Linked DNA regions of Zea mays: all the other regions are linked to region 1. Evidence: chromatin contacts called from public Hi-C data. All regions are on one chromosome and are shown on one strand. The core of a region is the stretch at or near the end of the contact, and the rest is flanking DNA. Distances in the headings are between cores, read along the strand shown.

Region 1 (6,835 bases), core at 3,229-5,728:
CTTTTTAAGGGATCACCAACAAAAGGGAGATATCAAGATTTCATACATTAATACTAAAGATCAATTAGCCGATATCTTTACCAAGCCTCTTGATGAACAAACTTTTAACAAACTTAGGCATGAGCTAAATATTCTTGATTCTAGGAACTTCTTTTGTTGATTTGCACACATAGCTCCTTTATATACCTTTGATCATGTCTCTTTCATATGCTATGACTAATGTGTTTTCAAGTCTACTTCAAACCAAGTCATAGGTGCATTGAAAGGGAATTGGAGTCTTCGGCGAAGACAAAGGCTTCCACTCCGTAACTCATCCTTCGCCATCACTTCGAGCAACTCTCCATCTTTGAGGGAGAAAAGGACTTCGTCTTTGGTATAATCTTCACACATTTATTTATGACCAAAGGGGGAGAGAGTATTTCTAAGGGCTCTAATGACTCCGTTTTTGGCGATTCATGCCAAAGGGGGAGAAAGTATTAGCCCAAAGCAAAAGGATCGCACCACCAAAATTAATTAGGAAAGTAGGTGTAAGCCTAATTCCCTTTTAGGAACCCAACGGCCTGGTGACGTGGCTGGCGCACCGGACACTGTCCGGTGTGCACCGGACTGTCCGGTGCACCATGCGACAGACAGCCTCCACCAAACGGCTAGTTTGGTGGTTGGGGTTATAAATACCCCCAACCACCCCACATTCAAGTTATCCAAGTTTTCCACCTTCCAACTACTTACAAGAGCTAGGCATTCAATACAAGACACACTCAAGTGATCAAATCCTCCCCCAATTCCACAAAAGCTTTAGTGATAAGTGAGAGTGATTTGTTGTGTTCTTTTGAGCTCTTGCGCTTGGATTGCTTTCTTTCTCATTCTTTCTTGCGATCAAACTCACTTGTAATTGAGGCAAGAGACACCAATCTTGTGGTGGTCCTTGTGGGAACTTTGTGTTCCAAGTGATTGAGAAGAAAAGCTCACTCAGTCCGAGGGACCGTTTGAGAGAGGGAAAGGGTTGAAAGAGACCCGGTCTTTGTGACCACCTCAACGGGGAGTAGGTTTGCGAGAACCGAACCTCGGTAAAACAAATCCGCGTGTCACACTCTTTATTTGCTTGCGATTTGTTTTGCACCCTCTCTCGCGGACTCAATTATATTTCTAACGCTAACCTGGCTTGTAGTTGTGATTAACTTTGCAAATTTCAGTTTCACCCTATTCACCCCCCCCCTCTAGGCGACTTTCAGTTTACCAAGTGGAATGGAGAGTAAATGAGCATTTGTACTTTGCGGAATACAAGAATAATCAAAAGAAAAGTTTGAATTGACCGTTTTCTTTTTCTCGTAGTCGTCGTCGTCCTTTTGGGAAGAAGAGGACTCGTCGCTGTCGTCGTAGTAGACGATCTTCTTGATCCGCCTCTTCTTCTTCCCTTCCTTCTTCTTTTGACTCGAGCCGGAGTCATTTGCTTTGTCGTCCCTCGGCTCGTTGAAGATGGTCTCCTTCTCCTTGTCGTTGACCACCATCCCCTTTCCCTTAGGATCCATCTCTTCGGACGATTAGTCCCTTTCTTGAAGAGAACCTGGCTCTGATACCAATTGAGAGCACCTAGAGGGGGGGTGAATAGGTGATCCTATAAAAACTTGAAACTTAATGCCACAAAACTTGATTAGGAGTTAGCACAATAAAGCCAAGTGGCTAGAGAGGAGTTCTTGCAAGACACGATAACCACAAGAAGATCAACACAGATAGACACAGTGGTTTATCCCGTGGTTCGGCCAAGTCCAACACTTGCCTACTCCATGTTGTGGCATCCCAACGGACGAGGGTTGCAATCAACCCCTCTCAAGCGGTCCAAAGACCCACTTGAATACCATGGTGTTTTGCTTTGTTTCACTATATCCCGCTTGCGAGGAATCTCCACAACTTGGAGCCTCTCGCCCTTACAATTTGATGTTCACAAAGAAGCACGGAAGTAAGGCTGGGATGAGCAACGCACACAAGACACAAAATCAGAGCATAAACACGCACACAAGTTACAACTCAAGCTCACAACACAACCCAAAGAGTTCTCTACTCAAATGGAGCTCTAGTTGCTATCACAAGGAATCGAATGCGCGGAATTGGAGTCTTGGTGCTTAGGAATGCTTAGAGAATGCTTGGTGTACTCCTCCATGCGCCTAGGGGACCCTTTTATAGCCCCAAGGCAGCTAGGAGCCGTTGAGAGCATTCCAGGAAGGCAATTCTTGCCTTCTGACGCCTGGCGCACCGGACAGTCCAGTGCAGATTTCTTTCCTGTTTTGGCGCAGCTGACCGTTGAAGATCCAGAGTCATTGGCGCACCGGACACTGTCCGGTGCACACCGGACAGTCCGGTGCCCCCTTCTGACCGTTGGCTCTGCCACGCGTCGCGCGCGGATTACACGGCCGACCGTTAGCCCGGCCGACTGTTGGCTCACCGGACAGTCCGGTGCACCACCGGACAGTCCGGTGATTTATAGTCGTACGCCGCCGACGAAACCCGAGAGCAGCCAGTTCGCTAGAGCCAGCCTGGCGCACCGGACAGTCCGGTGCACCATCGGACAGTCTGGTGCACCCAGACTGCGCAGAGTCTTGGCTGCTCAGCCAAGTCTTTTCCAAATTGGTCTTTTCCTGTTTCTAGCACTTAGACACAATACATTAGTCTCCAAAACAATATACTAAGTCTTAGAAACATACCTTTACTCTTGATTTGCACTTCTTAAGTCTTTGGCACAAATATTACTCAAAGCATTTGTGTGGAGCACTTAATCACCAAAATCTTATAGAAATGTCCCAAGGGTACATTTCCCTTTGAGGAAGGACTATGGTTTCAAGTTGTTGTCAATGAAGATGATGGGAGCAGGATGGTTCAGTCTATGCAACTGCAAGACGGTGCATTCGGCAGGATACTTTGCCTTGCCACTTATGCCAGCGATATGTATTCCAACTATAGATATTGTGCCTGGATCAAGTTAATTGGGCAAGCTAACATATGTTTGCTGTCATGTTTACATCCTAGTACAAGTGCTCCTTATTTTACTATCTCAGCCAAGTGGTTGGATGAACCTAGAGTTTCACACCTCTATACCATATTTGATGAGACATGGACTGAGCTACCAGGGCAAGATGTAGTGTATAGATGGCTGGATAGGCTGAATAGCTCTTCATGTGCTTGCATTTCATTGAATGACAACATAATAATAGTCCCGGAGACAACTTTAGATGTTGGAAATGAACGTGCTATTGCAAGAAGGCTTCTAGCTGATCATAATATTCCTCTGATGCAAATTTACAATGAGAGCAGGCCTCATGAAATATTTTTGAAAAGCTTACATGAGTGCAGAATTTGTCTTAGTGAAAATACTAGCAGAAATTTCATCAAGCTCTCATGCCACCATTTGTTTTGCTTGACGAGTATGAAGTTTCGCTGCAGAATTCACGTAACAGAAGGGATTCTGAGAGATGATTGCTTTACGCTTTGAAACTTTGGTTTCCTTATCCGCCAGCTTGGGGACAAACGACATTTAAAGGACATGGGAATGTTAGCAGTAGCAGACTGAAGGAATGTCAGGGATCACAAGATATGGAGCCAGACAACACCACCAGAGGAACGAAGATGACATGCCCAGGCTTCAGCGGCAGTGACACAAGAATGTGCATTGGAGTGGGCCTTGATGGGCTGTGTAATACACTAGCAGGGCTGGGCCTATATGGAAGGTTATATGTGTGACTCTGTAACTGAGGACGTTATGCAAGAACATAGAACATAAACACTAGTTCTCAGCCTCGTATTTCTCCCTGTTTCCTCGTTTCCAAGTCTTCTTCCCCAATCCTCACCCCTTCCTGCTCTCTTCTAGAAACTTCCCACTACCGATGTTACTTTCTCCCTGCTTCCTCGTTTCCAAGTCTTCTTCCCCAATCCTCACCCCTTCATGCTCTCTTCTAGAAACTTCCCACTACCGACGCTATCATTCTTGTGTCGCTGCCGCTGAAGTCTGGGCATGTCATCTTCGTTCCTCTGGTGGTGCTGTCTGGCTCCATATCTTGTGATCCCTGACATTCCTTCAGAGCGCCGGCGACCGCACGAGAGAGGACATGAGTCGGGGATAGGTGCCCGACGTTCGGAGGTCGGGCGCGTTTCCACGCGGAAGCTACGCTAAGACCGGGTCGATCCCCCCACAGAGCTAACTCCCAAACATGTCGGAGCCATACCCCGTGGTAGATTCTCGCGTGGGCCACTGGCACAGGGAAAAAGGTAAATTCCCTGTGTGGAAATGGACTGCCAAACTAGCCCTTATAGTCGTATCTTATGCTTAGAGATTCGATTTAGAGGCTCCTGAAAAAGAGACTAATCAAGCGAATACTAGAAAACGAGAACTAATAAAAGGGTAAAAATAAAAAAGAAAAAAATCCCAATCCGACGGCACGTGCTAGTTCCCGAGATATATAGGACGCTCCAGATACCTTACCATTCCATCGTCTGCTGGCATCGTTCCATTCTCCTCTAAACCCTAGCCGCCTAGCGCCTCGATCTGAGCAGCCTGTCTCGCGGAGGTGAGCCTGAGTCGCCATCCCTTCCCGTCCGGTCTTGTCGGGACGCGATTCGCGCTGTTGCGCTGCGCGGATCGCTGCGGAATTTCGGTTTTCCTGATGGGATCTTCCCGCCGCTTTGCCGTGCAGGTAGTTCTGGTTGATTTGGTCCTAGATGGCGGAGGAAAAAGTGGGGCGGATCTTCGTCGGCGGGCTGTCGTGGAACACCACGGAGCGCACGCTCGAGCGCACCTTCGGTCAGTACGGCAAGGTCATCGAGGCTCAGGTACAGCGACAGCTCTGGCCTGCCGTGATGCTTGTAATTTGAGGGAATTGGGGTTAGTTTGTGTTAGCAACGTTATGAGTTTGGGGCTTGTTTGGATGTCCATGTTCACCTCAATCCCCACGCACATGTATTGAGGTGGATACATGGGCATCCAAACAAGGCCTTAGTTGGGGTCCCTGTTTTGGTGTGGTTTGACGGATGTGCTCCTTCCAAACAAAGGGATTCATAAAATATGGATAGTTTTTTTTGTCCTATCTGCTTGCATGATAGTCTGATGCAGTAGGCGCAGAAATAAATGATAGTTAGCTGCAAATATAGTTTTTACATATACCTTAGCAAATGAATCAATTTTCTTTGTGATACAGAAAGACTGCACTTGAAAAACATTTTCTGCTCGATCTGGGGGAAACAGATGATTAAAGATTAAACTGTTTGTTAACTGTTGTAACTTGGGTATGTTTAATTTGGTTACCAGGAACTATAGAGTTTCATTGAATTTTTACCAGTTGCATGTTATCACCATTTTGATTATGTTTCCAGTTTCCACCATTCCTAGTTATAGGTAACTGAAATGTGTCTCATGACTTCAGTAAAGTTATTGTTATTATGAAAAACCTCATGGTTTTAAGTTGGTTTTTTTATAACCGCAGCTATAGCTAAAAAAATTATATATCATAAACTGGAACAAGTGATGTTTCTTATTTGTGTATGTTATGGCTTCTTTTTCCCCCTTTAGTCTTACAATTTCATTCTAATAGCAGCTGCTGATTCACAGAGACTGCAGTCAGTTCAATTTCTGCATGTTAGGAAGTTAGCAAAGTTGCAGGAAAAGAAATTCACTAATCATTTGAGCTCACTGGTTAGCATTTTTTGCGATGATGGGTTCAGTAAAGATCAATTGGAGGCATATACACTGTTAGATTCAGTTTTGCTAGGTGTGATCTGTTTTGTGGACAGAACCAGATACCTGTTTTTGCCTTGTTAGCACTTAAGATAACTGCTTCCAGCTTTAGAACACAAAAGAATCATCACCGGCATGGTTAATGAACTCCAGTCAAGTAAACATGGTTGCCAGCACTGGACTGAACTTGTGGCAAAATTTGGTTGTGTCATTCTGGATCAGTTTGATAAGAAAGGCAGAGAAACCATTTGTCCTTTCAGTAGCGAGGCAGCAATGGTGATGCTGAAGAATGTTGTATGCTCATCTTTGCCTACACTTGCTTCAAAGAGCATTATTCCCAGTGTCCATCACTCCATTGTGCATTTCCATGGGAAATGCTTAGTTCTTTGCGCCAAAGGAAAGCCAGGATTAAAAAATGCATTTAGACTTCCGGATTATATTTTTCTGGTACTGAAGGATATGGCAGGGTAACTAAAATCTACCTGGTCATGGTATAGTTCACCTCTAGTTTTGTGCCCATACAATTGCCCAAAAGTAACTGGTCTCAGTTCAGTTCTCTGGATTGGATACTGGTTCTTGCAGCACGTGGCCCTCACCTGGAACTGTTCAGACTCATCATTGTCGTCTGTGATCACGTGCTTGATTCTTCAGTTTTGACTTCTGACCTTTGGCTGTAGTAATCATTAATGTTCTTAACCAGTGAATGGTCAAGCAGATTTTGATTTGCATTCAAATTTGAGTTGTGGCATAAGGAATTAAGGATTGACCAAACTCTTGTACAGTTGGGATGATTTCACTCGTTTTGCACAATGTTTATTAGCTGTTTGATTTGATACCCTAATTTGCATGTTGTTCCTACTGATAGAATTTTTGGTTGCTCACTATTATATATAGTTTCTGTCTTCCCATTGGTTCATTTTCACTGTATGTATAGGTTGTAGTGGAAAGGGAGACAGGCCGCTCTAGGGGATTTGGATTTGTCACATTTTCAGAACCTCGGGCTGTGGATGCTGCCATTCGGGGAATGCATAACGGAGAACTGGATGGCCGCAATATTTCTGTGAACAAAGCTGAACCTAGGAACTCTGATGGCTATGGATATGGTGGTGGTGGTGG
Region 2 (6,835 bases), core at 2,768-5,267, 240 kb after region 1:
GAAATGTGCCCTTGGGCAATTTCTATAATGTTTTGGTGATTAAGTGCCCAACATGTTTAAATCAAGTTCTAATGTGTCAAATAAAGTGAGAAGTGCACATCAAAGAAAAATGTACGTTTCTAGACATAGTACATTATTTTGAGTACTAATGTATTTTGTCTAAGTGCTAGAAACAGGGAGAAAAGAATTGGAAAAAGACTTGGCTCTGTGTAGCCAACTCCAGCTCGGCTTGGCACACCGGACTATCCGGTGCGCCAAGCTGGTCCGCGTGAAAAGGCCTCTCTCGGGACTCGACGGCGGCGTACGGCTATAATTCATCGGACTGTCCGGTGTGTTGTCCGTGGCGAACTCGTCGCTCTCGGGAAACGGAAAAGGCGACGTGGCTATAATTCACCAGACAGTCCGGTGGTGCACCGGACTGTCCGGTGAGCCAACTGTCGCCAGCGCCAACGGTTGGCCGCGCAATCAGCGGGCAACGTGTGGCAGCTCCAACGGTCGGCGAGGGGCACCAGACTGTCTGGTGCGCCAACGGGCCTGAAGCCGCAACGGTCATTTGCGCTCGATTTGGAAGGCAATCGCGCACCGGACAGGCTACTGTAGCTGTCCGGTGGCGCACCAGACTGTCCGGTGCGCCACTCGACAGAAGGCAAGGATGGCCTTCCAAGTTTGCCTCCAACGGCTTCTAGCTGCCTTGGGGCTATAAAAGGGATCCCTAGGCGCATGGAGGAGAAAACCAAGCATTCACTAAGTATTCTAAGGCATCCAGACTCCGCTCCCGCGCATTCGCTTTGTTGTGTTAGAGATTTGAGCTCCATTCGAGTTGAGAACTCCCTGTGTTGTCAATTGAACTCGAGTCTTCACTTGTGTGCGTGGGTGTGCTGCGATTTGTGTCTTGTGTGTGTTGCTCTTCCCAACCTTACTCCATGCTTTCTTTGTGAACAATATTGTAAGGGCGAGAGGCTCCAACTTGTGGAGATTCCTCGCAAACGGGAAGAAAACTATAAGGAAGAAAACCGTGGTATTCAAGTTGATCATTGGATCACTTGAAAGGGGTTGAGTGCAACCCTCGTCCATTGGGACACCACAACGTGGAAGTAGGCAAGTGTTACTTGGCCGAACAACGGGATAAAATCGCGTGTCTCTTGTGATTGCTCTCTGTGTGATTATTTGTGTTCGCAAGAGCTCGCCTCATAGACTTAATTAACTTGTGCTAATATCTCTTTAATCAAGCTTGTTGGAATTTAGTGTTGATTTTTACAGGATCACCTATTCACCCCCTCTAGGCGCTCTCACATTTTACACTCGATAAAGCCTTTGCCGAGTAATTTTTCGGACACTCGGCAAAGACTTTGTCGAGTGTCGAAAAGCACTCGGCAAAAAAGCACTCGACAAATTAAGAATCGCCCCCCCAAAAAAATAGCAAAATATTTTTTAAAATTATAGGAACAACTCTCCAATCGAGGTAGTTTGAAAAATTCAAATTTTAAAATTCAAACATAGTTTTGCATGACAAGATGATTTCAAACCAAAACATTGTCAACTACAAATTTCATAACTCTTCAATACCTACAACTTTAATGTTGTTGGTTTTTTTCTTTCGAGTCCGTTTTAAAATTTTAAATTTTATTTTTTTTAAAATTCAGACGTAGTTTTCGCTGATAAGATGACTTAAAATGAAAAAGTTGTCAACTACAAAATTTTATAACTTCTCAAGTGTTACAAAGTTTTTTTGGTTGTTTGGTCATTTGTTCATTTCATATGATGGTTCTAACAATATGCACAAATCTTATACATCTCTCTCGTAGTTTCATAAACTACGAGAGAGATATAAGTTTTATGAACAAATTTATTTTTATTTTGTTATATGAAGAAATGTTGAAAATATAAATTGTACATCATGATGAGTTATACAAATTTGTAGCTGAATTTTTTTTCATTTGAATTAATTTACTACTTTAAAATATGATTTTAAAATTGTCTTTAACTAGTGTTGAAAAAAGCACTTGACAAAGAGCTTCTTTGCCGAGTGTTAAAATAACACTAGGCAAAGAAGCTCTTTGCCGAGTTCAAAAATAAAACACTCGGCAAAGAACTTCTTCGTCAAGCGTTTTCTTTTACCGGAGGTTTTTTACGTGGCACTCAGCAAAGAGATTTTTTGCCGAGTAAAAAAAAACACTCGACAAAATATTTAGTACTTGACAAAGATCTAAATTCCGGTAGTGACAGCTCCGTCATGTGTTCTCGTTCCATTTTATTTATTTTATTTTTTGAATGGTATTAAGGTTAGCAGGTCACGGCATCAAGATCAAGCCATATTGATATTAGTAAGAAAAATTCCTTTTACGTTTCTAGCATGAATGCTAATTGCAGTTCGATTATTTTAATTATTACATGAAAACATATATTTATATGGTGAAACCATACTTTTATTAGCTATTTTTATTTTTTCTAGTATAGGGCTATATATTTTTTTTTCACCGGGACTACGAAAACGTAGATACGGGCCTAGCTGGCATCAGCGTCTAGTTTCGTTTCCCACCATGCAAACTCTACCGGGCCATTTGCAACACAAATAAGTAAGCTTCCAGATAACCAAATTGTCTCATGGGCCAGGCTCAATCTTGTGTCATGTCCTAGGTTTTATGGCTATGCATTTACATACGCCCCTGTTTTTTCAGTTTTTTTAGCTTTTTGGCCACCAAAAGCTGCGGACAGCCAAACACTTAGCTTCTCAGACAGTTTTTATAAAATTCGTTTGAGTAAAAATTATTCAAAAATCAACATAAACACATATACGGTTGAGTCGTTGAAATAGTAGAAATCCGTCACTTTCTAGATTCTGAGCCCTATGTACACCTTTATTTTCATCCGCATGTAATCTTAATGATACTCAGATTCTCTATACAGTCAGATTCTTCCTACAGCTAAATTTTTAGAAAAACTTGTCAAAAAAAAGCTGAACCAAACATGTAGTGATTTCCCTCATACCTTGTCATGCAGGTACGACTACAAGAGCGTAAAATAACACATGCAATCCAACAAATTAAGAATGTATTTGGTTCACGTTTCTAAACCAAATTTAATACTAAAATCTAGAATCTCAATTAAGCGATGACAAAAACAGAATATTTTTTTAAAAAATTATAATTTTTAGTTCAATTGATAATCGCCTTCTACCCTACCTCATAACAACTTTCTCATAGATAACAGTTAGAATTAGTTTTTTATTAATCTATAGCTAAACTAAATAAAACCTAATTATGACTATTATTGCAACTAATGTAGTTAGTAGTTGCAACCTCAAACCCAAACGACATGGATTGTATTTTCCATTGTTTTAAATTATAAGGTATTTTATTTTTTCTAGATTTATTATTTTTCTATATATATATATATATATATATATATATATATATATATATATATATATATATTATACTACAAAAAATGTTAAAACGTCTTATAATATGCCACAAGAGAACTACCAACTAGAATAAGTTTCCATTAAAAAATTCTACACATTTGCTAAAAATATCCATACGGTTTTTAAAATGCATTTTAAAACATTTTAAAAAGATAACACGCCCGTGGTAGCTACTCGTTCAGATTTAAATAACCGTATCAATATAAACGGTCAAGTTTATATTAACGTAGCCATACACATTTTAAAATATAATTAAAATAGATAAATAATAAATGTATTAACGGTCAAGTTTCAAATACGCTGACCGGTCAAGTTTATATTTTGCGGGCCGTCGACAAGCACAAGTGGGGAACCTTCGAGAATTCGAGAAAATAACACGGCAGCCGCCCACGAGCGCGGTGACGTACGTAACCCCGCGTACGCGGCCCGTAACCGCAACGTGGGCCGCCAGGGCTTTCCGGTCATTTCTCAACCCAGTCGCTGCGCCTATAAATGTCGCGTGCACGCGCACCGGATGAGGCCACCAAAGGTACCTTGCAATCACAACGAACAGAAGCTCTCGATCTCACCGACACCGAGGAAGAAGAGATCAATGGCGTCCGAGCAGGGAGTCGTGATCGCGTGCCACAGCAAGGCTGAGTTCGACGCCCACATGACCAAGGCCCAGGAAGCCGGCAAGCTGGTACGCGTCCCCGTGCCTCGTCTTCCTCGATCCCCATTCCCGTGATTTTGTTTGGAAAGCTGTTTAGGGGATTCCGCGGTTCAAATCGATTCGTCTTTGGTTTCCTTATTATGCGGTCGCCCCCCTGTTCAAATTTGCTCTGAATCGCATCTGGGATGCTTGTGTTCGGGGGTGATTAGGGTGCGGCGCGTGTAGTGGGCAGGATTTTAGGGATTTTAGCGGGTCCGTACAGTCCGTCTCCGTCCAGGGATTATGTTGATTGATGTAGCCTGAGACGATTTGATGTCCACGGTTGTGCACACAGATTTATTATGGGTGGAGTATTGATATGTGCATGCAACGAATTTATTGCACATGCTTTTCGTGGTTACTTAGTAATTATAGGTGTGATTTAAATTAGTTTGCCCTACTGCTGATCTCTATGCTGAACCGGAAACCCGTATGAGCTTTGCGGCAACATTTGTGTGAGTAATTTGAGCTGGCAGTTGCTCTATTTGGAGATCTGTATTTCCACTAAATCTACGAAGTAGTAGATGCATAGATAAACTTAAGCTGTCATAGAAAGTCATTTAAAACATGGGAAGAGTTTGACGTTTAGACCTCTGTTAAGTGCTCATGATGTCATATTGAAATTTCGTACACTCTAAGGGGAGTAATTTGGAATTGGGGAAAGAATTCAACAGCTGCAGTTGAGATTTGCTAGGAAGTCAAGTTGAAATTGGGAAGGATTCAAGGGCTACAGACCACCTCCGTACCTTCTCCTGTACCTTCTCCTGTGTACTGTAGAGTAACTGATTTTAGGTCTTTTTGTTTGAGGACTAATCTTTAGTTGTCGTTTAGGGGTAGCTTTGGAACTTTATTTTTTCAAAGGATTTCTATTTTTTTAAAGGAAAATGAACTAATTTTCTTTTGAATAATTTTCTTTTGAAAAATGAGAACCTTTGGAAAAATGGGTTCACAAACTAACCTTTAACCTTTTTTTTTGCTAAATAGAAGAACTAAAGTAGATATTAGTGGGGTGTTTAGTTTGAAGAATGAGCTAGTCCATCATCTTCACACTCCACACATTTTTTTTGGTTTGTATAATGGAATAAGTTGATCCATCACTATCTTAATCCTCATATTTAGTTAGTACTAATATAAGAAATGATGTCATCTCACCAAATTTGAAGAATGAACTCATGATGAACTACCTTATTTTGGAGGGAATGATCCCTCAAACCAAACACTCTCTAATTGATTTTAGTGTTAAGTCGTTTAAAGGATAGCTAAAAGAGATTGAAGCAGATTTATTCATATCTCTACCCTTCATTTAGTACTCTCTCTTCTTGATATCCTAAGCATAAAGGGTATTTCAGTCTTTCTACAGTGTTCTGAACATGTTTATTAGTCCTTAGAACCAAATAGATAGGGACTAAAATTTAATCTAGAACTAATTTTCAGTCTAGAACTAATAGGAAGCAAACAGAGCCTAGGACTGCACTCCGTATGCTCTGATTCAACCACGAGTTCTTGTCCTTGTCGTTGTCTTCCGAGGGCGCACAGTTGATCGGCGTTGCATTCGGACGGTCGGACCTAGGACTGCACTCCAGTATAATACCGTCGTTTTCTTTCCGGCAGAGTAGCAACTCTACCGCCTCTAACATGGAGCTCTGTCAAACTTGCGCAACCTTTCAGGTGGTCATCGACTTCACTGCCGCCTGGTGCGGTCCATGCCGCGCCATCGCCCCACTGTTCGTCGAACACGCCAAGAAGTTCACTCAGGTCGTCTTCCTGAAGGTGGACGTGGACGAAGTGAAGGTGAGCACGGTGTCCCGACAGCTAGCGAGCGATTCACCGGGTTCCCCCTTTCCGTTACAGTGTACTGATGACGCTGTTTCCTCCTCTCTCCCAACAGGAAGTCACCGCGGCCTACGAGGTCGAGGCGATGCCGACCTTCCACTTCGTCAAGAACGGCAAGACGGTCGCGACCATCGTGGGTGCCAGGAAGGACGAGCTCCTGGCCCAGATCGAGAAGCATGCCGCGCCTGCGCCTGCGTCTGCGTCTGCCTAAAGGAGATCAGTCGTCGCCGTCAATAAGGGCCAGCACGTATGGCTGTAAATGTTGTCGTTATCAGTTCTGGCTTTGTCGTTTGTGGGCGATTGTGAACTAGTAGTATGTTTGTTTCTATCCGAGCCGGAGGCGATACTTAACCATGGATACTTGTTGTGAGTTCGTTTCTGTTCGCGTGTGACTCTTGAATTGAATCAACCAGCTCACCACTGCACCAGGCCGTGGTGAGTGGTGACAGTGATTTCCTGTTATCATGAATGATCCTATGGATGGATATAGAATAATAGATAAATCACGTTGCGCTGCAATGGGCAAGCATATCTATCATCTACAGTGCAAAACAATGGCCCAATTAAAGATGAAAACGGTTTCAGAATTTTTCGGTATTCCGTTTATCGATTTTGAAATTTTTCGATCGGATTCACCGGTAACAGTATTCTTCAAAACCGGAATCGGTTTTCAGAATTTTCTATCGGAATCAGTGTGATGTTTTACCGACCGTTTCCTTCGGTTATCGGTTTTTGTCGGAAATTACCGGATTTGTGTCTCGGAATTTTCCAGCATTTGATTTTTCGTATCGTCTATACGTCTCTGAATAAGGATTACTTATTTTTGTATTTTTTGGACGCCATTTTTTGGGATAAATAGTGTTGGAAGGCAGTTGAGATTAACAATT
Region 3 (6,835 bases), core at 2,171-4,670, 200 kb before region 1:
GCGAGTAAACTTCAGAACCGAGTCAGTGCTCATCCACTCCTTCAAGCTGAAGATCTTCCACAGGAGTTGTTGCGAAGTCACAACTTGCAGTTTTGCACATGTGTCGTTTCTTGTTTCTGGCTGCGCCAAACTTGTTTTGATGATCAGCTTCTAGGGAGCCGTATCAGGAATGAAATTATTGAGAAGTGGCAGTTAGTTTGTGTTCTATTGTATAATGAGGATAACAAGCCATCTTCATTTGAGTGTTGGCCATCCACGGGTGTGGCTTGCAGAGATTCTACTTTTGAAGTCTGGATAACCATGCCAAAATGGGCAGCACAGGTTTTGAAACATCTTGCACCAGAAATCTCCTACAGAAGCTTGGTTGCACTTGGAATCTCTTGGGTAAATGGTACACCAGTGTCCTCATTTGATTGGCAGGATGCAGGCCGGCTTCTTTTCTTGTGCTCTAATAAGTGCGGAGATCAAGCTATTCTAAATGGCTCATTTGCTCATGGATCCAACTGGGCAGCGCCTCTTACTAAGGATAGTTTCATGCTTGCCCTATATGAAGCATGTACTGGACATGAGATGAGATCGGAATGCAATAATGTGTTTCTCTTTGATGGGAGGCAAAACAAAGGCAGTGTTCGACATGTGATATCTGAACTGACACAATGGTGGTTCAATGCTTTTAGCCTAGGAAACAATGCTATGGCAGTTCAGTCACAGCCAGACACTCAACAAAAAATCATGAAAAAATTAATGGGCTTACAATTCAGAATGGTGTATGATAAAGGCAAGGAGAATATAAGGTTGATGTTTTGCCACGAGTGGGTTCATTTATGGCTTAGTATGGTGACATTGTTGTCCAACCAGTTGAGATACAGGAGCAGGGCGATATTAGAAGGCTTCATCAGCTTTGGGTGGACATAATTTAGCAGTAAATACTATATCGTTTTCAACCTTTCATGATTCCGTTGTTTGGGGGTACTATGGGAGGGCTGTTCTTTATTACTCGGTCTAGAGCCTGTTTGGGTGGACAGATCTGAAAATCGGTGTTGAGCAGTTGGTGAGGCAGTGTCCAGTTTTCCAGCAAACACAAGGAGAGCAGCAGTTTCCATGGGTGGTTACTTCTTTAACTCATTGTATAGGTATGCAGTCTTGGTGTTGGCAGTTTCTATGATCAAAGGCAGTTTCCAACGTTAGGTGGCTGCTTGGATACAACAACGGGCTGCTGACAGTTCTGTGATCAAAGAACATTTATCCTGGGCTCAGGCGCTCAGCGACACTGCAAAATTACAGTTACCTCAAGCAAAGTTTTCGTCACTTTCATTATTCTAGACTCTACACAGTGTTGGACCCCTGCTTGGGGACAAGCAAGCTTTCAAGTGGGGCAGATGTCACGACCCTGAATTGAAGATAGGTTGTGCCATCGATGTCTGAAGCCTGAAGATGGTGCCGAATGGGAACCAGTAGCTGAAAAAGAGAGGTGTGGTGCTTGTGTGGAGTTGTAAGTCGGATGGGCCGACGGGCCGTATTGTACGCGGGTAATTGAGCCAGCCCAGGAAGTGTGGGGTTAAATACTGTAAGTGAACTGGAAAGCGGCAGGAAGAAATAGAAACAGAAAATAACCAGCCACAAACCCCCATACCTCGCCACATTAAAGGCTTGTTTGGTTTGTGGCTAACTATGCCCCATTTTGCCTAAGGTTAGTCGTTCGAATTGAATAACTAACTTTAGGCAAAAAAGTTAGGCAAAGTGTGGCAATTGAGGTAACGAACCAAACATGCCCTAAGCCCTCCGCCCCTGGTTGTCTGGGACGCGGACATGTTTCTTGGCCTGTGTAATGCACCATGGTTGGTGGTCTGGGTCTGTGGTGACATGCTTCTCTTGGTTCACTTCTCAGTAATAATTGATCCCTCTTGTGGATTTTCTGGAACTTTTTATGTATTTCGCCTAGACTTTCAAGTTGAACCAGCCAAGTGGGTAAAAGTGGATGGTGTGCGAGACAATGGTTTCTTTGTTAGTATTGATAGGAGGAACCCAACATTCTCTTGCCTGGGTCCCGAGAAATGGGGTGAGAAAAGGAACTGTATTTACATTCCCAGCCCGTTTGCAAGCCTTTGGGAGCTTCCCAGTTTTGTTTTGTGGTGTTGGCCAGTGACCAATCCATTATCCATGCTTGCCTTGGAGCTTTGGCTATTCCTGAACATCCCGTTCCTTTGTTGCTCTAATATGATGCATTAGCTAGTCCTGTAGCTTTGTTACTTCCTAGCTTGGCATTCAATGTCCTGTACAAATTGCAGCTCAGATGTTAATCTCAAGATATATCTAGTTTCCAAACCGAATTTTCTCATTGTACTACTGGATTGGTAACAACACTTTCCTAGTACAGAGCCTAAAGTTCATTGTAGATGCTGGTTATTTCAAGTACTTTAGCGTTGTTGTGGAGGATGGTTGTATACTGGTTAGCCACTTTGTTGCAGCAATCTACGGTCGAGTTGGGCAAGACGCTTCCACAAAGTTGTGTTGCATCCAACTGTTTCCAACAGTCATATACCAGGAACTTGATAGATATCTTATGGTGTTGACCCAGCTGTTAGCAATTCATGTTTCTAAATATTGATATGTTTGGTGTGAGATTCCGAATAAAACCTATTCAGTTAGTCTTCCGCACTAGGACTATATAAACCATTGCGAGTATATTTGTGCACCCAAATTGCAAATTAGATTTCTGAAATCAGGGAATCACGTTTCAACCACAATGCACAGATCTACTAACCAGTTCCAATAACAACGACGACACTACAGACGTAAAGATCTACTGAACACGAGCATTCAACATCACAGCGGTAAAGGCGCCCGCCCCTCTATGCCTTCTTGGGGGACTTGGCGGCCTTCTTGGGCGACTTGGCCTCCTTGGCCGCCGCCTTCTCAGCGGTCTTCTTGGGCAGGAGCACCGGGTTGATGTTGGGGAGGACGCCGCCGTGGGCGATGGTGACGCCGGACAGCAGCTTGCCGAGCTCCTCGTCGTTGCGGATGGCAAGGAGCACGTGGCGCGGGATGATGCGGGTCTTCTTGTTGTCCTTGGCAGCGTTGCCGGCCAGCTCCAGCACCTCGGCGGCCAGGTACTCGAGGACGGCGGCCAGGTAGACGGGGGCGCCCGTGCCGACGCGCTGCGCGTACCGGCCCTTCTTCAGGTACCGCCCGATGCGGCCGACGGGAAACTGCAGCCCGGCCTTGACGGACCTCGTCACCGACTTCTTCCTCGGCCCGCCGGCCTTGCGCCCGGCCGCGCCCTTCTTCGCCTTCCCGCCGGCTCCGGCTGCGCTCGCGTCCATGGCCGCCTGACTGCTGCTGCTGCGCTTCGAGATCGAGGGGGTGGAGTAGAGCTCGAAAGGCTGCGGATGCGAGAGAGGAGAGTCGAGTGTGTGATGCCAGAGGGGATGCGAGGTGGGGTGCTTTTAAAACCCCGCGAAAAGGGTGGGGTGGTGGGCCCCTCGATCCGTGTGCAAACGCGATGGACGGCCGGATCGATAGTGGCACGGACGGCCGATGGGGAGCTGGGAAGACGATCCGTGGGAGGTGTTACTAGGCCAATCAGGTGCGAGGATACAAAGCAGCGCGGGAATCCGGTTTTTAGCTCAGGAATTACTACCGTTTTCATGTAATACTGCAATAATCTGCATGCGAAGTTACCTTTTTCATGTAGGCTACGCTTTGCTCCAGTTAAGGCCCTGTTTGTAAATAAATTATTTCAAAACTACAGTATTAGAATACTACAGTTAATGTCAAGACATTTTTTACCACAATATTGAAAACTTACTACAGCTTTGAAAACATAGTTTTTGAAGAGTCTGCCAAACACTATATTAGAAAAGATACTACAGTATCTCAAATACTACATCTCGATGTATGTTTGCTCCCTTATACCTGTTGTCATGATCAATTTACAACACTTTCTTCACATCAAACTCTGCCAGCTTTAGGTCAACAAGCTTGATGTATGCTTGCTCCCTTATGTACAAGGCCTTAAAATATGTGTGGTTGTTAGTCATCGTGCTGCTACTTTTATTTGCAGGTTTTGGACACCTCCCCACGCAGGAGAGGTGCAGCCGAAATTTTTTGTTGATAGAGTTCTGTTAATTTTTTTAGAGGATGGAGAACCGTGAGTGGATGTACACGTACCGTGTATGAAGGAATGATGTCACCTCTAAATGGATTAGAAAGACCGATGATTTCGTGGAACGAGCATATGGTGAAGCTGCTAAAGGAGCGAGTCTAGTCCCATGCCCGTGCAGCAAATGTGCCAACCGGAAAAGAAAATCAAAGAAGTCTATGGTAGAACATATTTGGAAGAAAGGATTTACGTCGGGCTATACTCGGTGAATCTTTCATGGTGAAGTGCATCGTACGAGAGAGAAGATGCTGAGACAACGCGTCGAGCATTATGATACCGATGCGGGGGTAGCGGATATGTTGAACGATTATCACGAGGCATAGTACACCGGAGGATGTACGAACGACGAGCTAGAGCCGACTGCAAAGGCGTTCTACGACATGTTTGACGTGGCACAGAAGCCCCTTCACGGTCACACAAAGGTTTCTCAATTGGATGCCATTAGACGTGTAATGGCATTGAAGTCGCAGTACAACATGAGTCGAGACACATTCGATGGCTCGTTGACGATTATTGGCAGCCTGCTTCCGGAGGATCACGTTCTGCCAAATAGCATATACGAGGCACAGAAACTCCTTCGTGCACTCAAGATGACGTATGAGCATATACATGCTTGTCCGAAGGGCTGCGTGCTATTTAGGAAAGAATACGCGGAGGCAAAGTACTATCCGAAGTGTAAATCATCTAGGTTCATGGAGGTAGACTCTGGTGATGGACAGAAGAGGCAGCTCGACATCCCCTTGACAATCCTACGACACCTTCCGTTCATATCGAGGATCCAGCGTATATACATGACCGAGGAATCCGCGAAACAGATGACATGGTACAATCCTGACAAGATGGTGCACGCATTCGATGGTGAAGCATGGAAGCACTTTGATGCCATTCACCGTGAGAAAGTCGAAGAGGCTCGTAATGTACGTGTTGCGCTGGCCACAGATGGGTTCGATCTCTATGGAATGAGCGCTGCTCCGTACACATGTTGGCTCGTGTTTGTTATCCCAATCAATCCCCCCGGTGTGTGCTTTCAAAGGCAGAATATATTCGTGTCGTTGATAATTCCCGGACACCTAGGGAATAAAATGGGCGTGTACATGGAGCCTTTGATCGATGAATTGGTACGTGCTTGGGAGGAAGGGCCATGGATGTATGACCGAGCTACGAAGACAAACTTCAAAATGCATGTTTGGTACCAGTACTCCATGCATGACTTACCAGTGTATGGGCTATTCTGCACCTGGTGTGTTCACAGTAAGTTCTCATGCCCAGTTTGCAAGGAAGCTCTTAGGTTCCTTTGGTTAAAAAAGGTGGCAAATATTCGTCATTCGATAAACATTGACAATTTCTCCTAACCATCCATTCCGCCTAGACATCAAGAACTTTACAAAAGGTGTCGTAGACTTGTAGTGACACACCGCCCACCTGCAACGATGACTGGTGCCGAAATTCATCAACAGATAGATAGGCTCGTGGCCAATACAGAAGGTGGTTTTGTTGGATATGGTGAGCAGCATATGTGGACACATAAGTCGGGCTTGACTCGGCTCCCCTATTATGACGACCTGAGAGCACCTAGAGGGGGGGTGAATGGGTGATCCTATAAAATCAAACACTAAATAGCCACAAAACTTAGTTATTAAAGTATTAGTGCGACTAAGTAGCTTTGAAGCGAGTTCTTGTGAACACAACAATCACAGAAAAAGCAACACAAGAGACACGCGATTCTAGTGCGACTAAGTAGCATGTCTGGTGCACGATCTCCTTCCATATCGGGCGCAACCGACCGTTGCTCCTCCGGCCCGTTGGCGCACCAGACACTGTCCGGTGCACACCGGATAGTCCGGTGCATCGAGCCGACCGTTGGGGCGGGCCACGTGTCACGCGTTGATCGCGCGGACGACTGTTGCTGCTGGCGTCGTTGGCTCACCGGACAGTCCAGTACACCACCGGACAGTCCGGTGAATTATAGCCACGTCGCCTTTTTCCTTTTCCCGAGAGTGACGAGTTTGTCACTGACGGCACACCGGACAGTCCGGTGAATTATAGCCGTACGACTCCGTCATCTCCCGAGAGCAGCCAGTTCACTAGCGGCAAGCCTAGGTCACCGGACACTATTCGTGCACCACCGGACAGTCCGGTGCGCCAGGCTCGAGCAGTTGTTGGCTGTACAGAGCCAACTCTTCTTCAATTCAAATCTTCTCTTTTCTTGGTCCTGTTTCTAGCACTTAGACAAGCACATTAGTATACAAAATAATATACTAAGTCTAGAAACATACCTTGTACTTTGATTTGCACTTTTCACACATTTTGCACATAAGAGTTCAAAGCATTTGTGTTGGACATCTAATCACCAAAACACTTATAGAAATGGCCCAAGGGCACATTTCCCTTTCACGGCCTGCTCCTTCCACACGACATTGACGTGATGCACACTGAAAAGAATGTTGTTGAGGCACTTTGGTCAACAATTATGGACATTCCTAATAAGACAAAGGATAACATAAAGGCAAGAGTGGATCTGACAGCCTTATGTGATAGACCAAACCAAGAGATGAAGCTCCCTAGTAGTGGAAAGACATGGAGAAGGCCTAAGGCCGATTTCGTCCTAAGCAGGGCCCAGAGGAAGTACTTTAGTGGATCAAGATGTTGATGTTCCCTGATGGGTATGCAGCT
Region 4 (6,835 bases), core at 2,818-5,317, 160 kb after region 1:
AGATCTCACTGCCGACCCACGCAGTGGCGAGTAGCGTCTTGTTGGCCACACCCTAGGGCTGGTGGAGCCTCCCATCGGCCATCTCCACCATCGCACGACGATTTCACCTTTCCTGGGGTCCGCATAGCTTCTCTCCATGAGATCTTGTCGCCACTGTTCTCAACCGCCGCAATAGGGAGTACGGGAGCGATGGAATAGAGCTAGGGTTTTGGGGTGGGGTGGGCGACAGCTTGCCAAAGATGGTCAGCGCGTTTTTTTTGGTGTCGAAAGGGAGAGGGGGAGTGGGAAGGGGAACCAACCACGAAGACAAAGACGACGGCGGTGGCGAACAACGAGCTGGCGAGCCCCTCTTACAGGCCGACGGCGACAGCGAGCGCTGTGACGGTGGCTGAGTGCGAGGACGGCATCCCACCGGAGCCCACCAGCTGCTTCGCGTCCCACCGGTTCTCCTTATACCTGCACGTCGGTCGCGCGCGCGGAGGAGGGTGGGCAGATGCAGATCCCGTCATGGAGGGAGCTCAGATCCGGGCACCGCGTGGAGATAGATAGGGGGAGAGGGCGTACCAGGTGGTGAGGACCTTGATGGATTGCGCGATGGCGAAGGTGAGCACCGCGGATGGGAGCAGTAGGGAGGGGGTGATGGCGTACGCGTGCCGCTGGTCGAGGGAGGCCGTGGCACACGCGCCGGACAGGGGATGGGGTGGCGGAGAATGTGCAGGCGGGGGCTTGCGTGCGGGGAGGGGGCGCGACGCGTGGTGTAGAATCCTCGATGGAAGGCGATTCTGGGCTTCCATCCAAGGCGCGGGCGCGAGCATCTCGGATGTGGACGGGGACGCGAGCTTGTCGGAGAGGCTGGGGGAGGCGATCTCGGTGGTGAAGACGAACTCGGGCGCGGCGATGACCACGTGCACGTCGTGCCCTGCGGTGACCAGGTGCCTCACCACCTGGAGACGATGGGGTCAGGAAACAGTACGCGCCGGCACCAGGCAGGCAAGCTGCAAGCGGGCGGAGAGAGCGGCGGCGGACCTCGAGGGCGCGGGTGGCATGCCCGAAGCCATGGCCGGTGATGTAGTGGCGAATCCGCGGCGGTTCGGTGCTAGGCTCCGGCGCGGACAAAGGGCTGCGGCGCGCGGGTGGGTGCAAATTTCGCGGCGGCTGCGGCCTTGCGGCAGTAGAGGTCGCGCGGGTGGGTGCGGATTTCGCGGCGGCTGCGGCGTTGCGGCAGCAGAGGTCGGCGGGGCGTGCGGGAGCGGGGGTTTCGTTGGGCAAGGAGCGGGGGCAGTCTACAGATGAGTCTTAATAGTTGTAGAGATATTTTGGGTACAATACACGAGCATTTATCTATATATTAATACTATAAAATTAAATTATTCTCAGAAGTCAGTGGTACTATTGCTGTATTTTCCAAGACCAATATCGATTATGAGTAACTAAATTAACGGAATGCATATCTTATCTTACTAGCTGGTGGCTTTTAATTCTTGGGCCTCCCGTTTTGTCGTCACTGGCCGGTGGCTTTTGTTGGGATTCCCGTTTTGGTTTTGCACGACAAGAAACGAAACTGCACCTATGGATGCTTGGTGCTTCCTCATTGCTTCTAGAGACATTGCATGCGAGTACGCGACGTGCGAGCTAGCAACCGTGTGACGATCCTACAAGAAACTGCACCTACGAATGTGGAAACTCGGGTCACTGACACACTGAAGGGGCTACGCCTCTTCTTCAAGTACCAAATCTCCCTTGTCCCACTTGCGGAGAGAACCACCCACGGAAGAACACGATGTTCCAAGGAAGAAGATGACACGCGTTAGACGTCAAGTTCAACTTGCAAAACTGCCCTCTTTTTTTTTTCCAACAATAATGTGCACTACAGATGCATACAGCTTGACGACAAAGATTTAAATAGCAGCGACCTTCTGTTATTGATTGACAGTTGACACCCGCGGTATGGCTTTCTACATTAATTCTGCTCTTTGCGTCTTCTTGTTCTAGTGCTCTTTGCGTCTCCAATTCCTTATGTCGGGGCTCATAGTTTCGCACATTCTATTTAGATGAGCAGCACACAGAGTCGCCAATTGGAATACGGCAGTGCCACAAAGAAATGGTTGGGTGGCAATGGTAACCACCGGCCCTACTACCTTCCAATAACCTCTATCTCAAATGGTGGTACATATAGTGGGTACTGCTGCATGACTCAGATCTCATTTTCACTGTTGGTTTAGAGATCTTTTTTCTGAACTCATAGTATGAGAGTGACAATGAGGAGCTCATCGGGCACCCGTTCTAGAACCAGCGTTGCTGAGGGTTTTCAGATCACATATAAAATGAGTATTTAGGTTCCTCAACGAATTTAGATGAAAAAAAAAGTTTTGCAGCACGTACATCGATCGACTACATGATTCAAAGGTTTAATTCACTGGTACAGAGAAACTCTATAGTGACGGTCGTAGAGCTATTTGCACTGACGTTTTTCAATGCCGCAGTGATAGAGGCCAGTGAAAATCAACATTTTCAGAGACGGTTTTATTAAGCAAACCGCTAGTGAAAATACATTTAGAAGCAAACCGCTAGTGAAAATACATTTTCTAAAATAAGAATGGTTAGCAAAATGTATTTTCGTTTCTGCATCAACCATGGAGGAAGGTTGTATATGGTGAGGATCACCGGCCATGTGCTATGCTTGCTGCTCCTCTCAGCAAATGGATTCATTCCATCAGTACTCAGTGCGAACCTAACATTTCTTGGTTTGTCGGCGAAGTCTCGGTGGTTGTCATTGAAATCTTGCCACTGCTTCCCATCGACTGGATTCCCATCATTTTTGTACCTATCAAAAGAATGTCAGTTCAAAAGTTCGACATTCTCAGGGTTAGCGAACAGACACCTCAATCGATCGACGACAGGGAGGTACCACATCACCAAAGCAGGAATCTTTTTGAACGCATAATAGTCTACTTATTTTTTATTGCTCGTGAATTTTGAAGTCTTCGTTTGGTCTTTCTTTCGCTTATTCCCATTAGACACGGATGCAACACACTCTTTCTCTCGATAGTCTTTATTCGTCTTGTACTACTTGCATTGCACTTTGGGTAACTACTCTCTAAGTCTTTATAATCATCACCTTGATAAAGGATACAGTGATTTCTACATGTGTGGATTTTCTCCACACCCATAGTTAGCAGACTGATTAGTTTCTTTGCATAGTACATGTTAGCAGACACTTTGTTCTCCTTTGGAAGCATGTCTGCGATATACTAAAAACGCATCGAAGCCAGCATCAGACAAACCATATCTAGCTTTTAACATCAACAACTTTAGCACAGACCGGAGCATCGTGGACTCTTTGGTACAACCCTTAGACTCGTCGTATAAAGGCTCTTCTGCTGCCTTCTTCAGGGACTCCATTGGCGGTTGTGTTAACAAAACCGAAATGGAAGTATTGTGGTACTCAGTACTCTCTGGTACTGAGTTAGATTTGGTGAATGTTAATACATATATACTTTTATAAAATTACTTTTTAAGACAAATTGATGCACTGGCGTTCATTGGCGGCTGTGTTAACAAAACCGAAGTGGAAGTAGCCCGTTCCACTGGAGGTTGGCTTAAGTGCACATGCAGTGAAAATAACGTTCCACTTGCGATTCATTTAACACAACTGTCAGTATAAATAGTTTTTTTTATTGGCGGTTGATTTAGGTGAACCCCAAGCGAAAATATATTTACACATGCGGTTTTTTAAGCCGTGCTCACCTATTTATTTTCAGTGTGCTAACTGAAACTGTCGGTATAAATTTTTGCGTGCCATCAGTTTAGAGCACTTATCTACTGACTTTTTTTTTCAGTATCGTACGGATTTTGCACCACGTCGACGACCGTCGATAACGAGGCACGCCGATCTAGAGAGCTCGAAGACCTGGGAATGGCACAGGGGACCGGCCGGAGCCCGCCGGCGCCATGCAAGCTGCCTCGATCGCGGCCTCGACCTAGTAGCCCGTCCCTGTCGCGCCCAGTCGCTCGCTGCGCCTATAAAAGCCGCCCGCGGCTCGCGTAGGCTACCAGCGCAAACTCTGCAAGGGCTTCGGATCCCACACCGAGGAAAGGAGAAGAGAGCGAGGGTCGGAATAATGGCGGCCGAGGAGGGTGCCGTGATCGCGTGCCACACCAAGGACGAGTTCGACGCCCGCATGGCCAAGGCCAAGGAGCAGGGCAAGCTGGTACGTACCCACACGAGCAGCCATCATCGCCATCTCTTGCACATCTTGCTCTTGTGATACAAATGCATGCATCTTCTGCAACAACTCGACGGCCGCCTCAAACAAAGCTAACATCCTGAGCACAATTTGCCTGCCAATTACCGGCCGTCGTCGTCAGGTGGTCATCGACTTCATGGCCCCCTGGTGCAGTGGGTGCCAGATGATGGCCCCGGTGTACGCGGACTGCGCCAGCAAGTACCCTTCCGCGGTCTTCCTCGAGGTCGACGTGGACGAACTGCTGGTGAGTCAATATAATGAGCGCATGCACGCACGCAGACGCAGCGTCAGCGTCGTCGTCGTCCGTCGTACTGACCACATCCACATGTGCTGCTGTTAATCTCCTTTGTTCAATTCTACACGTACGTCGTACGTGTACGTACAGGAAGTCGCGAAGATCTACGGCGTCCATGTGATGCCGACCTTCTGCTTCATCAGGAACGGCGAGACGCTCGAGAGCTTTGCTACCGTCGACGAGGACGAGCTCCGGGACGCCGTCAGGAAGTACGCCGCCGCTGGCACTACGACGGCTCCTGCCTCGGCGTCCGCCTAATTCAGGAGATGTGATGTGTAGCAAATAGCGCGCGCGCACCAGTCGTCAATAAATAAATAAATAAATAAATAAATAAATAAATAAAGGCCAACGTACGACGACAAATTAGTGGCGCGCGCGGTAGTAGCTAGCAGAGTATGCGCCGCCACTGTGTCGATCTGCAGTTTGGTCGTTTAAAAGTGATTGTAGTGTGTACTATGTTCAGCTCGATGATCTCGGAGTCGCTATATACGCTCGCTCCCGTGCTGGACGGGTTATCGATCTGATGAACAAGAATACAATAATATGTATGGATACTTGTGACGGGGTTCCGCGGAAGTCTGGCTTCAGTTACCGTGTGATTGGTTACCTGCACCATCTCGTCCCGCGTCACCATACTCACGTTGACTTTATCTGAGTTTATGTTTGGTTGTATGCATGTTTGAAGCGTAGGCTGCATAGACAGATGCGAAATAAGTTACGTTGGCTGTGTTGAGCACCAAAATAAGGACCGGACGGGCCGGCCCTAGGGCCAGACGGTACGCACTGGTGGTGCGGACGGTCTACGCTTGCACAGAGCAGATTATAGTTCCGAGTTTTGTGCTACGGTTGTTAGCTAAATTCGCAGAATTAGCTCGGGAGATTAGTTTGTAAAGTGTCCAGCCCTCTCCTCTATAAATACAGAGGATTACGATCGATTAAGCATCATCAATCGAATCAATAATCAACTTATCTCGCATTTATTTCTTATACATTTAGGAGTAGTTCTAGTTTAGCCTTCCAATCCCTAAATTCTCCGCTTCTCTTCGACTCTACGTCGATTAGAGGAGTCTAGGTCGGCCTGCCGAGCCTAGACAACACCTAAGATCTCTCCTCCCTGACGGGGTCCCTCCCGGGAGCGAGATCAAGGCGCCGCCCACTACCGGAATTTGGCTCTTTGCCGAGTGCCATATTTTTTGCCGAGTGTTTTATTTCGGGCACTCGGCAAAGAGCTCTTTGTCGAGTGCCACACAAAAAACCCTCGGTAAAAGAAAACACTCGGCGAAGAAGCTCTTTGCCGAGTGTTTTATTTTTGACACTCGGCAAAGAGTTTCTTTGCCGAGTGTCTTTTTTTGACACTCGGCAAAGGGCTCTTTGCCGAGTGTCACAATACAACACTCGGCAAAGAGCTCTTTGCCGAGTGTTTTTTCTCCAACACTAGGCAAAGACAATTTAAAAATCACATTTTAAAGTAGTAAATTTATATATTGAACATTTCTTCAACTACAAATTTGTATAACTCATCATGATGTACAATTTATATATTGAACATTTCTTCATATGACAAAATAAAAATAAATTTGTTCATAAAACCTATATCTCTCTCGTAGTTTATGAAACTACGAGAGAGACGTATAGAATTTGTACATATTGTTAGAACCATCATCTGAGATAAACAAATGACCAAACAACCAAAATAAACTTTGTAGATCTTGAGAAGTTATAGAAGTTTATAGTTGACAACTTTTTCATTTGAAGTCATATTGTCAATGAAAACTACGTCTGAATTTAAAAAATTTAAAATTTGAATTTTGAAAACAACTTCGAAAGAAAAAACCACCAACATGAAAGTTGTAGGTATTGAAGAGTTATGAAACTTTGTAGTTGACAATGTTTTAGTTTGAAATCATTTTGTTATGCAAAACTATGTTTGAATTTTGAAATTTGAATTTTTCAAACTGTCTCGGATGGAAAAACCACTAAAATAAAAGTTGTAGGTCTTGAAATGTAATGAAACTTTGTAGTTGACAATTTTTTGATTTGAAATCATCTTATCATTGAAAATTTCGTGTGAAGTTTTCAAATTTTGTAAACGGTCTCGGATGTAGAAACTATTAAAATAAAACTTGTAGATCTCAAAAAGTTATGCAATTTTATAGTTGATCACATTTTCAAATGAACTCATTTAGTGCCTTAAATAATCAAATTACTCTCGATTTGTTATAGTACATGGGGAATGAAAACGTAATATAAACATAATTGGTGTAGTAGTGTAGTGGTATATGAGGGTATGCGC

What was found. A called contact is a pair of places that touch in the nucleus more often than the background predicts.
Region 2: a contact with region 1 is called in a Hi-C map of bundle sheath, with 3 times the contacts expected there. The contact joins the promoter of LOC606487 here to the promoter of LOC100285313 in region 1. A contact is called at or near these places in 3 of 25 Hi-C or Micro-C datasets (bundle sheath, leaf and tassel).
Region 3: a contact with region 1 is called in a Hi-C map of leaf, with 7 times the contacts expected there. The contact joins the promoter of LOC100501984 here to the promoter of LOC100285313 in region 1. A contact is called at or near these places in 10 of 25 Hi-C or Micro-C datasets (bundle sheath, ear, endosperm and 3 more).
Region 4: a Hi-C map of leaf shows a contact between it and region 1, with 4 times the contacts expected there. The contact joins the promoter of LOC100193620 here to the promoter of LOC100285313 in region 1. A contact is called at or near these places in 3 of 25 Hi-C or Micro-C datasets (ear, leaf and tassel).

The regions. Positions count from the first base shown.
Region 1 is chr7:13,738,350-13,745,184 of Zm-B73-REFERENCE-NAM-5.0, reverse strand. It overlaps LOC100285313, which reads left to right and starts at 4,478. Exons shown (of 3, transcript NM_001158206.1): 1 at 4,478-4,556; 2 at 4,683-4,818; 3 at 6,654-6,835. The coding sequence starts at 4,708.
Region 2 is chr7:13,499,113-13,505,947 of Zm-B73-REFERENCE-NAM-5.0, reverse strand. LOC606487 reads left to right here and starts at 4,017. Exons shown (of 3, transcript NM_001112341.1): 1 at 4,017-4,106; 2 at 5,784-5,906; 3 at 6,004-6,322. The coding sequence starts at 4,017. The coding sequence ends at 6,159.
Region 3 is chr7:13,942,051-13,948,885 of Zm-B73-REFERENCE-NAM-5.0, reverse strand. It overlaps LOC100501984 (Histone H2A), which reads right to left and starts at 3,420. Exons shown (of 1, transcript NM_001196581.1): 1 at 2,692-3,420. The coding sequence starts at 3,323. The coding sequence ends at 2,853.
Region 4 is chr7:13,579,035-13,585,869 of Zm-B73-REFERENCE-NAM-5.0, reverse strand. It overlaps LOC100193620 (Thioredoxin), which reads left to right and starts at 4,067. Exons shown (of 3, transcript NM_001138720.1): 1 at 4,067-4,211; 2 at 4,369-4,491; 3 at 4,633-5,116. The coding sequence starts at 4,122. The coding sequence ends at 4,800. It also overlaps LOC103633730 and the pseudogene LOC103632062.